Regions from separate parts of the Sus scrofa genome. Here region 2 is linked to region 1. Evidence: chromatin contacts called from public HiChIP or PLAC-seq data. All regions are on one chromosome and are shown on one strand. Each heading gives the region's core, a stretch centred on a gene start, on an enhancer-like site or on the middle of the called end of the contact. The rest is flanking DNA. Distances are from core to core; before and after follow the strand shown. Region 1 holds the start of CFL2 (cofilin 2). Region 2 holds the start of LOC110261576.

Region 1 (4,058 bases), core at 264-2,763:
CAAAAAAAGTGCTTTCAATGCATAGTGTTATATCCGTGCTGCCAAGTCACAAAAAATAGGCTTGCCAAGGCAGGTGAGGTGTATGAATGCTCGAGCCTCACAGAACTGCGATCAAGTGCAACTATAAATAATACTGAATAAAGTTTACCATCTTACCAGTGGATAATGCTTTCAAGGCATTCAATTAGCTTAACCCTTTGCAGTATTCTAAACTATTCACATTGACAATCACATTCATTGTAGTGCTTGCTGCAAGGGAGGCATGTAATCAGTTGTTTTGGCTAAAATATGAGGGGAAGGCATTCCTTGGGTTCTACATAAAAGTAACAGTATTAAACAGTCTAATGGCAATCACTGATAGGCTGCTTACATGAATGGTATTTCCTTCATTCACTGTGTTGGAAGGACCCAGTGGGAAAAAGAAGAAAGAAAAAAAAAAAACAAAAAACACCTAATACTATTCCAATCGACTGAGCTGGAGAAATGGAAGCTCCTTAAGATCCGGATGGCACTTGACTGTCATTTTATAAGGGTTTTCCTTCAAGTGAAACGACTACGTTGCCTCCCAATTTCTCTCCAAGTGTTGAACGGTCCTTTATATCGTCCAAGCCATTTACTTGCCACTCATGTTTAATACCTAAAAAGAAAACACATTACCCCATTACTTTATCATTACTAAGAAAGAGCAGTTCCTCTGTACAAAATATTCAATGTCTGTACCTGTAAATTTCTTTTTAATGGCATCTTTAGAGCTAGCATAAATCATCTTGCTTTTTAAAGGTGCACTTTCAGGAGCCCTATAGGGAAGAAAGAAAAAAACTGTTGACTCCCACTTAAGAGAAAAACAAAGGCAAAACTGACTCTGTTAATAACAATCCTTGCATTTTAAAAGTACTTTTTTCTTTTGTTTTTACACACCAGAATATAAATACTAGGTCTTCTTTCTTAGACTCTTTTGTTTCGTATGTGGCATCGTACAAAGCATATCGGCAATCATTCAGAGGTAGCAACTTCACAAAAGATGTGTAGGGGTCCTCTACAGTATCACCAATGTCACCCACCAAGATCTGCTTTGCTTCCTCTACAATTATTTGTCTTTTGTCATCACTTAAACAGAAGAGAACTGCTTTCTTTCTTTTTTTGATCTCTTCTTGTGTAGAAGATTTCCTTACTTTCATGTCATTAAAAACTTTGATGACTTCATCATTCACTGTAACTCCAGAAGCCTGAAAATAAAGAAAGAAAAGCAATTCAGTGCACACATTTTGGTTTTAACCGAAATTACTGTTTGCCCAGGGAGGATTCACTTTAGTCTGGACATCGAAAATTGCATCATACCATGCAAGTAGTCCAATCAAATTTGCCACATTTTAAGTACCAGTCCTTGATGCACCTAAGGATTCTAACTCATCCTGCCCCATTCATCCTTCTTTTAAAAAGGGGTTTGGAGGTGAAGTAACTGGAAGGTAGAGGGAAAGGGACAAATACAGGCTGTCCCATCCCTGAAATGTTTCCTATTTCACTGGGTGATGTCAGAGCTTCAGGAACAGCAGCAAAAATACCTTCTGTATTGTGTCAACCCAGCAGGCCTTAAAAAAACACTTTTGGATTTCAGTTAATGCTTCTACTATTTTTTTCTTTAAAGTCATCCTAGCCAGTGCCGTTTCCTCATATGGAAAGAGAATCGAGTGTGAACTCCAAGCCGCCCACGGCTACAACATAATTGCCTCACAGCTCAAAGGCAGACACTTCACAACTAACGGATCGGATCGCGTGTAAAAAGCTTTTTACAGCGAGAAAGCATTTTTAAGAGTTTTCCCACCTCCTTAATCTCCCCCTAAGGGTTTTATGACAGGCCATCAAGACCCTCACCGAAAGCCTCCAGAAAGGGCTTTACAGCACGTACCAATTTGAGAGCTCGCGTGCGGGGTAAAATTAGGTAGCGGAAGGCAAAGGCGGCGAGAGGAGGCGGGGAGGGTGGGGAGGAAGCTCAGTGGACCCTCCGGCGCCCCCGGCCGCCGCCCCCCGGCCCAGGCTCCAGCCCCCGCCCCGCGCCCCCCGCCCCGCGCCCGGGCTCTCCCTGCCCCCAGGAATCCGGAGAGCGGCCGGGCAGGGCCTGACGGCGGGAGGGCAGGCCGGCTGGAAGAGAGCAGCGGGGCCGCAGCGCCCACCTTGGAGGCCAAAATCAGGTTAAAATGGCGGCCTCAGGCCCGAGGCCCGGCGGGGCCGCGCGGGGGTTTATGCTCGCCGTGCCCCGGCCCCCTTGGCCGCCGGGGTCCCCGGCCGGCGCTCCCGCCTTACCATAGTGCCCGCGGCTGAGACTGCGGCGGCGGCGGCGGCGGCGGCTCGGCTCCGGCTGTGTGGCGATGCGAGCAGAAGGAGGGGCGGGAGGCGGCGAGTGCGGGGCACGCCGGGAGTGCGGCCCGAGAGGCGGCGGCGACGGCTCGGGGGGCTGCGGCGCAGGCGGGGCGGTCACGTGGGCGCGCCCCTGGCCGGCCCTTCGGCCCCGCCCGCGTCCTCGACCTGACCCCGCTCGCGCCCTGCAGGCCCGGCTGCCGCGGTCGGGGCCCCGGGACCTGGCGAGGAGGCCTCTACCCCGGGGCACCAGTGGTCCGGTCCTCCAGCTCCCTGAGGGGTGTTTCTACACTGCTTCCCCGAGAGCGAGGGCGCGGGCGCGTCTGTGGGGAACCGCTCTCCGAGGTGGTCTCGCCTTCGCCTGCGGTTTCCACCGAAAGGAGCTGGATTCCTACGTTGTGGGTCTTTTTTAGAAAACCCCTTAAGAGATGGTGTGAATTGTTTAGATCTCCTTCCTCCAATTCAATGAGAATAAACACTATGGGGGGGTCCCCCCCGCAATTGATGGAATTAATGAGCAAAAACAAAATGACAAATAGAGACGGAGAAATCACTTTCCAAAAGTCTGCGTTTCAAATAATAATAGGGGGAAAATTGGGTAGTAACATTCCTTGGTAAAATTCTTTTATATATTAGACTTCGTAGGAAATGGATTGCACTCTGCTAGTAGTCGTTTCTTCCTGAGGCCCCAGCTACGACAGCTGGCGTCAATAAGTGGACCCAAGAGTAGAGATTCCTCCGTCTTGGCAACTGCAATCTCTTCTAGCAAAGCCCGTATAACGGAGCCAAGGCTCTTCTCTAAACCTTTTTGATACTTAAAATTATACATCGCATTTATCATAGAAAAAAATTGTCATTTTAGACATTGAAGAAATTTTTCATAAAGATTCAGTGCTTTGTAAGTTTATAGTGAAAATGTTTTAAATGAAACATTTTATGTGTTTATGTATAATAAAAGGAAGATTTAATAAAATATTTCATTACTTTGGGTTGATTTATGCTACCTTTTATCCTAACATTTATCATTTCTACCTTACTTTCTTCATTTGTAAAATTGGTAAAAATGAATTTAAAACTGATTAATGGTTGAACATATTTTGGAGTTCCCTGGTGACCTAGTGGTTAAGGATCAGGTATGTCACTGCTGTGCTTGTGTCACTGTGTGTCCCTGGCTGGGGAAGTGGGTGAGGCCAAGAAAAAAAAAAAGTTGAGGAGTTCCCGTCGTGGCACAGTGGTTAACGAATCCGACTAGGAACCATGAGGTTGCGGGTTCGGTCCCTGCCCTTGCTCAGTGGGTTAACGATCCGGCGTTGCCGTGAGCTGTGGTGTAGGTTGCAGACATGGCTCGGATCCTGCATTGCTGTGGCTCTGGCATAGGCTGGCAGCTACAGCTCCGATTCAACCCCTAGCCTGGGAACCTCCATATGCCGCGGGAGCGGCCCAAGAAATAGCAACAACAACCAAAAGACAAAAGACAAAAAAAAAAAAAAAAAAAAAAAAAAAAAAAAGTTGAGGAGTTCCTCTTGTGGCTCAGCAGGTTAGAAACCTGACTAGTATCCATGAGGATGCAGCATCAATCAATCAATCGATGCAGTGGGTTAAGGATCCTGCAATGCCTGTGAGCTGTGGTGTAGGTCACAGACACAGTTAGGATCCTGTGTAGTGGTGGCTGTGGCATAGGCTGGCAGCTGCAGCTCCAATTA
Region 2 (3,946 bases), core at 100-2,599, 140 kb before region 1:
GAGTTTCCAGGGAGGGTGCCATGGTTGTCCCTGGCCCACGCGACGGCCTGTGTGCTCCTGGGCCTCCGGGGCTGGCGGGGGGCAGCTGCTGCGCGCCCAGCCGTTTGGCTGCAGGGACGTGCGCGTGAGGAGCGGAGCGGCAGGCGGTGAGGGACTGAAAGAGGAGAGGGCGAGGGCCGTGGTGGGGCCGGAGGGGCCGCGCGCTGAGGCGGGAGCGGCCCGGCTGCGGGCGGGGGTGTTGCCCGCCACGGCCCCACGGCCCACGCGTGGCTGGGCAGGTGTCCCCAGACACCTCGGGCCTCCGGCCAGCAAGAGGGGAGGCTGCGCGCGGCGCAGGGCGCAAAAGCGACAGGCACCTCCTTCGAGCCGGAATCGAACCAGCGACCTAAGGATGTCCGCACGGATCCCGTCTACAGTCCTCCGCTCTACCAGCTGAGCTATCGAAGGGTGCGCGCCGCCAAATCCGAGCTCTTCCTTTTTCTTGCGAAGCCCGACCCGCGACGCCGGGACGCCCGAGGTGGGACACGCCCTGGGCTGTTTGGAAGCCGCTTTGAAGAGAGCGGCGAGCTCCGAGCCACGGCGTCCTGTGCGGGCGCGGCCGGGCCGTGGCGGTGGCCGCCATCCGCGCAGCGATTTTCAAAGAAAGATGCCGGGTCCCCGGCGCCCACCTGTGGCCGCCTGTCCCCTCCCCCGCCCCTGGCTACAGGCGGGGGGACCACGGGTCCGCGGCCGCAAAGCCGCTAAGACCGGCAGGGGAGGGGCGTTGGCGAAGCCATTGCGCGCGCGGGGAGGCGGAGGCCTGGCAGAGCACAGGGGAACCCACCGGGAGCGGCACCTCCTCCCCGGCTGCCAGCCTGGTGCTTTTCAAGTGCCTTTAGTTCAAGAGCAACCTTGGGCCAACATGGCGGGGTCTGGTGGGGCACTTTCTGCCACCTTTCAAAGCCACCATCATCTTGCCCGCGTTACGAAGTCTCCTGTTGATCTCCCCCCACGCCCACCCCGCTTTCGCCCTGCTACCCTGACAGCCAGAGTGATTTTCTTTTCTTGCGGGGGGGGGGGGGCCGCGGGGCGGAGGCCTTCTTGCTCTTCTCCACACACACACACACGCACGCACGCACGCACGCCGAACTGGACTTTGCTCTGGCTGATTTTTGTGGCCGGGCTGCTCTTCCCCAAGAGCCCCAGGACCAACTCCCTCACCTCCTTCAATCTGCTCCCATTGGCCCCTTCTCCAGGGAGCCTCCTCTGACCACCCAGGGTAACACAGCAGCCTGCCCCTTATGGCAACCCCCATCCCTTTCCCGCCTCATTGCTTTTTCTTCTTCTTCTTTTTCTTCTTTCACACCTCTCAACAGCTAACACTCTAGGTCATTGGCCGATCGTGTCCATTGCCCAGTTGCTCCCACCTTCCAACAGCCTCTTCTCTAAGACATGAGCACCCACAGGCCTTTTGTTCCAAAATTCCTCAGCTGTGAGAGCCACGGGGGTTGCAGTAAAGTAGTTGGATAGGCAAATGCCCAAGGTCAGCAAAGAGGAGATCAGGATATAAAAGACCAGGCCAGGAGCCAGGACTCGCCCAGGGGGAGGTGCAGTTTTCTTGTTTGATCGCAAAACACAGAGTTCCTTAAGGTGAGAACTGTACAGGTCCCAGCGGGTGACAACCCATGCAAACCGTTTCCTGCACTCACTGAGACACTTGCACACCAGACTCTAGTTGGGCTTCTAGCAGCATAATAAGGTCTTGTCCCCGGGCTTGACCTCCAGCCCCATTAATAATATGCCTGCCCGAGAAAGTCCAACCCCTGACACTTTTATTTATTTATTTATTTATTTATTTTAAAAAGAGCATTCGGGTAAAAGGGCTTAACAGTTGTGAATGTGGTTTCTCTTACAGTCCCAAAGTGTCCCTCCAGGACTGGGAGCCATTGCTTGGAAATGTCGTCCCGAGGGCTAGGGCCTCTGTCTCTGAGTCTCTGGGGGAGGCTCCACCCTAACTTCGCTAAGTACCTTTATCCCGACCAAAGCTTTGTAGTTTTTCACTTCCGACTCTGCTCGGCGCCCCCCGCCCCTACCTCCCCTACCTCCCCATCCCCCCTTAAAATGCCCCAATCCCCTCTTCCCAATTCCGAACGGACCGCAAGTCTTTCTCCTACCAGCAGCACTTACCGAGCAAAATTTGTTTTCACCACCTTCCAAATCGGAAAGGACCAGAGGGCACGGGTGGGGCCGCCCTGTGCGCGCTCTGCGGCGGCAGGAGGGGGCAAGGGCGCTCGCCCCGAGCACCGCACTCCGGGAGGCCCCAGCGCCACCCCTACCCCCACCCCCACCCCGGGTGTTCCTGCCAGTGTCACCCGGTTAGGCTACTCTGAAGCCCTCTGTGTCCCTTTTACTCCGTACGACCTCCTGGAGAACCAGCACCACGCTTCCTTACTAAGGCGGCTCCTGAGCGCTTCAGGTCCACCGGCAGGCAGACCTTTCCCGAGTTTTGCAGGACTAGAAGATGAGTTTGAACAGGCGAGGGCAAAACGGGCTGACATGTTCTTTTCGCCGAAAGGAAGGTGAGGGGCGACCCGGGCCCAGACCCGCGGGATCAACCAACTGGGGGTGCGAGGCCGCGAGCTCGCGTCTTCCCGGGGCCCCCCTTCAGGTTCCCACTCTTGGCCGCGCGCCCACGGCCCCCGGCCCAGAGACACCCGCGCGTCTCAGAGTGACTCTCAGTAGGTCCCTTGCCCCCAGCGGGGAAGAGAGCAGGGCGCCCGGGAGGTCGGGGCTGGGGCGTGGCGTATGTAGATGAGCGCGCGCGCAGAGGCTGCTGGTCCCGCTGCGCCTGCGCCTCTGCGTTTGCGTGTGGACCCCCGAGGGGGCTCTGCGAGGTTGCGGTGCGGGCGGGCGAGGCGGGGCGAGGGGCCTGGCTGGGGGGGAGGGCGCGGAGGCGGCGGGCGGGCAGTGAGCGTGTGTTGAGAGCGGGGCGAGGGCGAGGGTGTGGGGCGAGGGGTGGGTGGTGGGGCATACTTACCTGGCAGGGGAGATACCATGATCCAGTAGGTGGTTTTCCCAGGGCGAGGCTCATCCATTGCACCGCGGATGTGCTGACCCCTGCGATTTCCCCACATGTGGGAAACTCGACTGCATAATTTGTGGTAGTGGGGGACTGCGTTCGCGCTCTCCCCTGGTTTTTTTCTTCGTTTTTAATATAAGGAAAATTACGTGTTTTTGTTTTTGCGTGTTTGTGTTATTTCTTTAGTCTGGATAATGGAGTACTTGGACTGAGAGTTTGAATTCTTAGAAGTGTTATGATCTAAGGTGTACAGGTGAAGTTCACTGTTAACTGGGGTTAATCAAATCTAGGTAGTTCGGCAGTTAATCTAATCTGGATAAATTCGAGGTAACTGGCAGTGATCAGGCGCCGGGTGGAGCTGTGTTGTGTGTTTTCACTCCCAAGTTCAAATATACTTGGGTGGTTTACAGTTATGGCCTGCTCATAGAGGAAGATGTCCTAAAACACGAGACTTGTTCTTCTCATCTGATGCACTTAGGATACGGAGCAGGCTTTTTGCTAAGGATTTTTCTTAAAATGCTGAATGGAGTCTTCAGACTTACTAGGAACAGGTACCCAGGAACAAACACGAGACTGCTATATATATATATATATATATTTTTTTTTTTTTTTTTTTAATTGGCTGACTCTCCAGCCTTTCCCGCTTGTAAGTTTCCAAGCCAGGGATCGAATCCTCCCGCAAAAGCGACCTTAACAGCTGCAGTGACAAAGCCAGTTCCCTAAACCTCTAGCCACAAGGGATCACCTACAGTTGTATTTTAAGACTTGGGGCTACCATCCTTACATGGACCTTTCCTCCAATGATGTGTTTGCGGTTTTACCACCCTAAGTTCCTTATCTCCAGGCCTCCACTGAGCTCAGACACTGGAACTTGTGCAATACTAGTGA

Evidence for each region. HiChIP or PLAC-seq counts read pairs in DNA pulled down with a chosen protein or histone mark.
Region 2: an H3K27ac HiChIP or PLAC-seq map of alveolar macrophages shows a contact between it and region 1. The contact joins the promoter of LOC110261576 here to the promoter of CFL2 in region 1. A contact is called at or near these places in 2 of 2 datasets of contacts at active chromatin or transcription factors (alveolar macrophages and skeletal muscle).

Annotation. Positions count from the first base shown.
Region 1 is chr7:65,088,582-65,092,639 of Sscrofa11.1, reverse strand. It overlaps CFL2 (cofilin 2), which reads right to left and starts at 1,513. Exons shown (of 4, transcript NM_001025215.1): 1 at 1,339-1,513; 2 at 919-1,226; 3 at 721-797; 4 at 1-637. The coding sequence starts at 1,341. The coding sequence ends at 525.
Region 2 is chr7:65,229,072-65,233,017 of Sscrofa11.1, reverse strand. It overlaps LOC110261576, which reads left to right and starts at 1,349. Exons shown (of 2, transcript XM_021099175.1): 1 at 1,349-2,558. The coding sequence starts at 1,936. It overlaps TRNAY-GUA (a tRNA gene), which reads right to left and starts at 447; the gene lies at 358-447.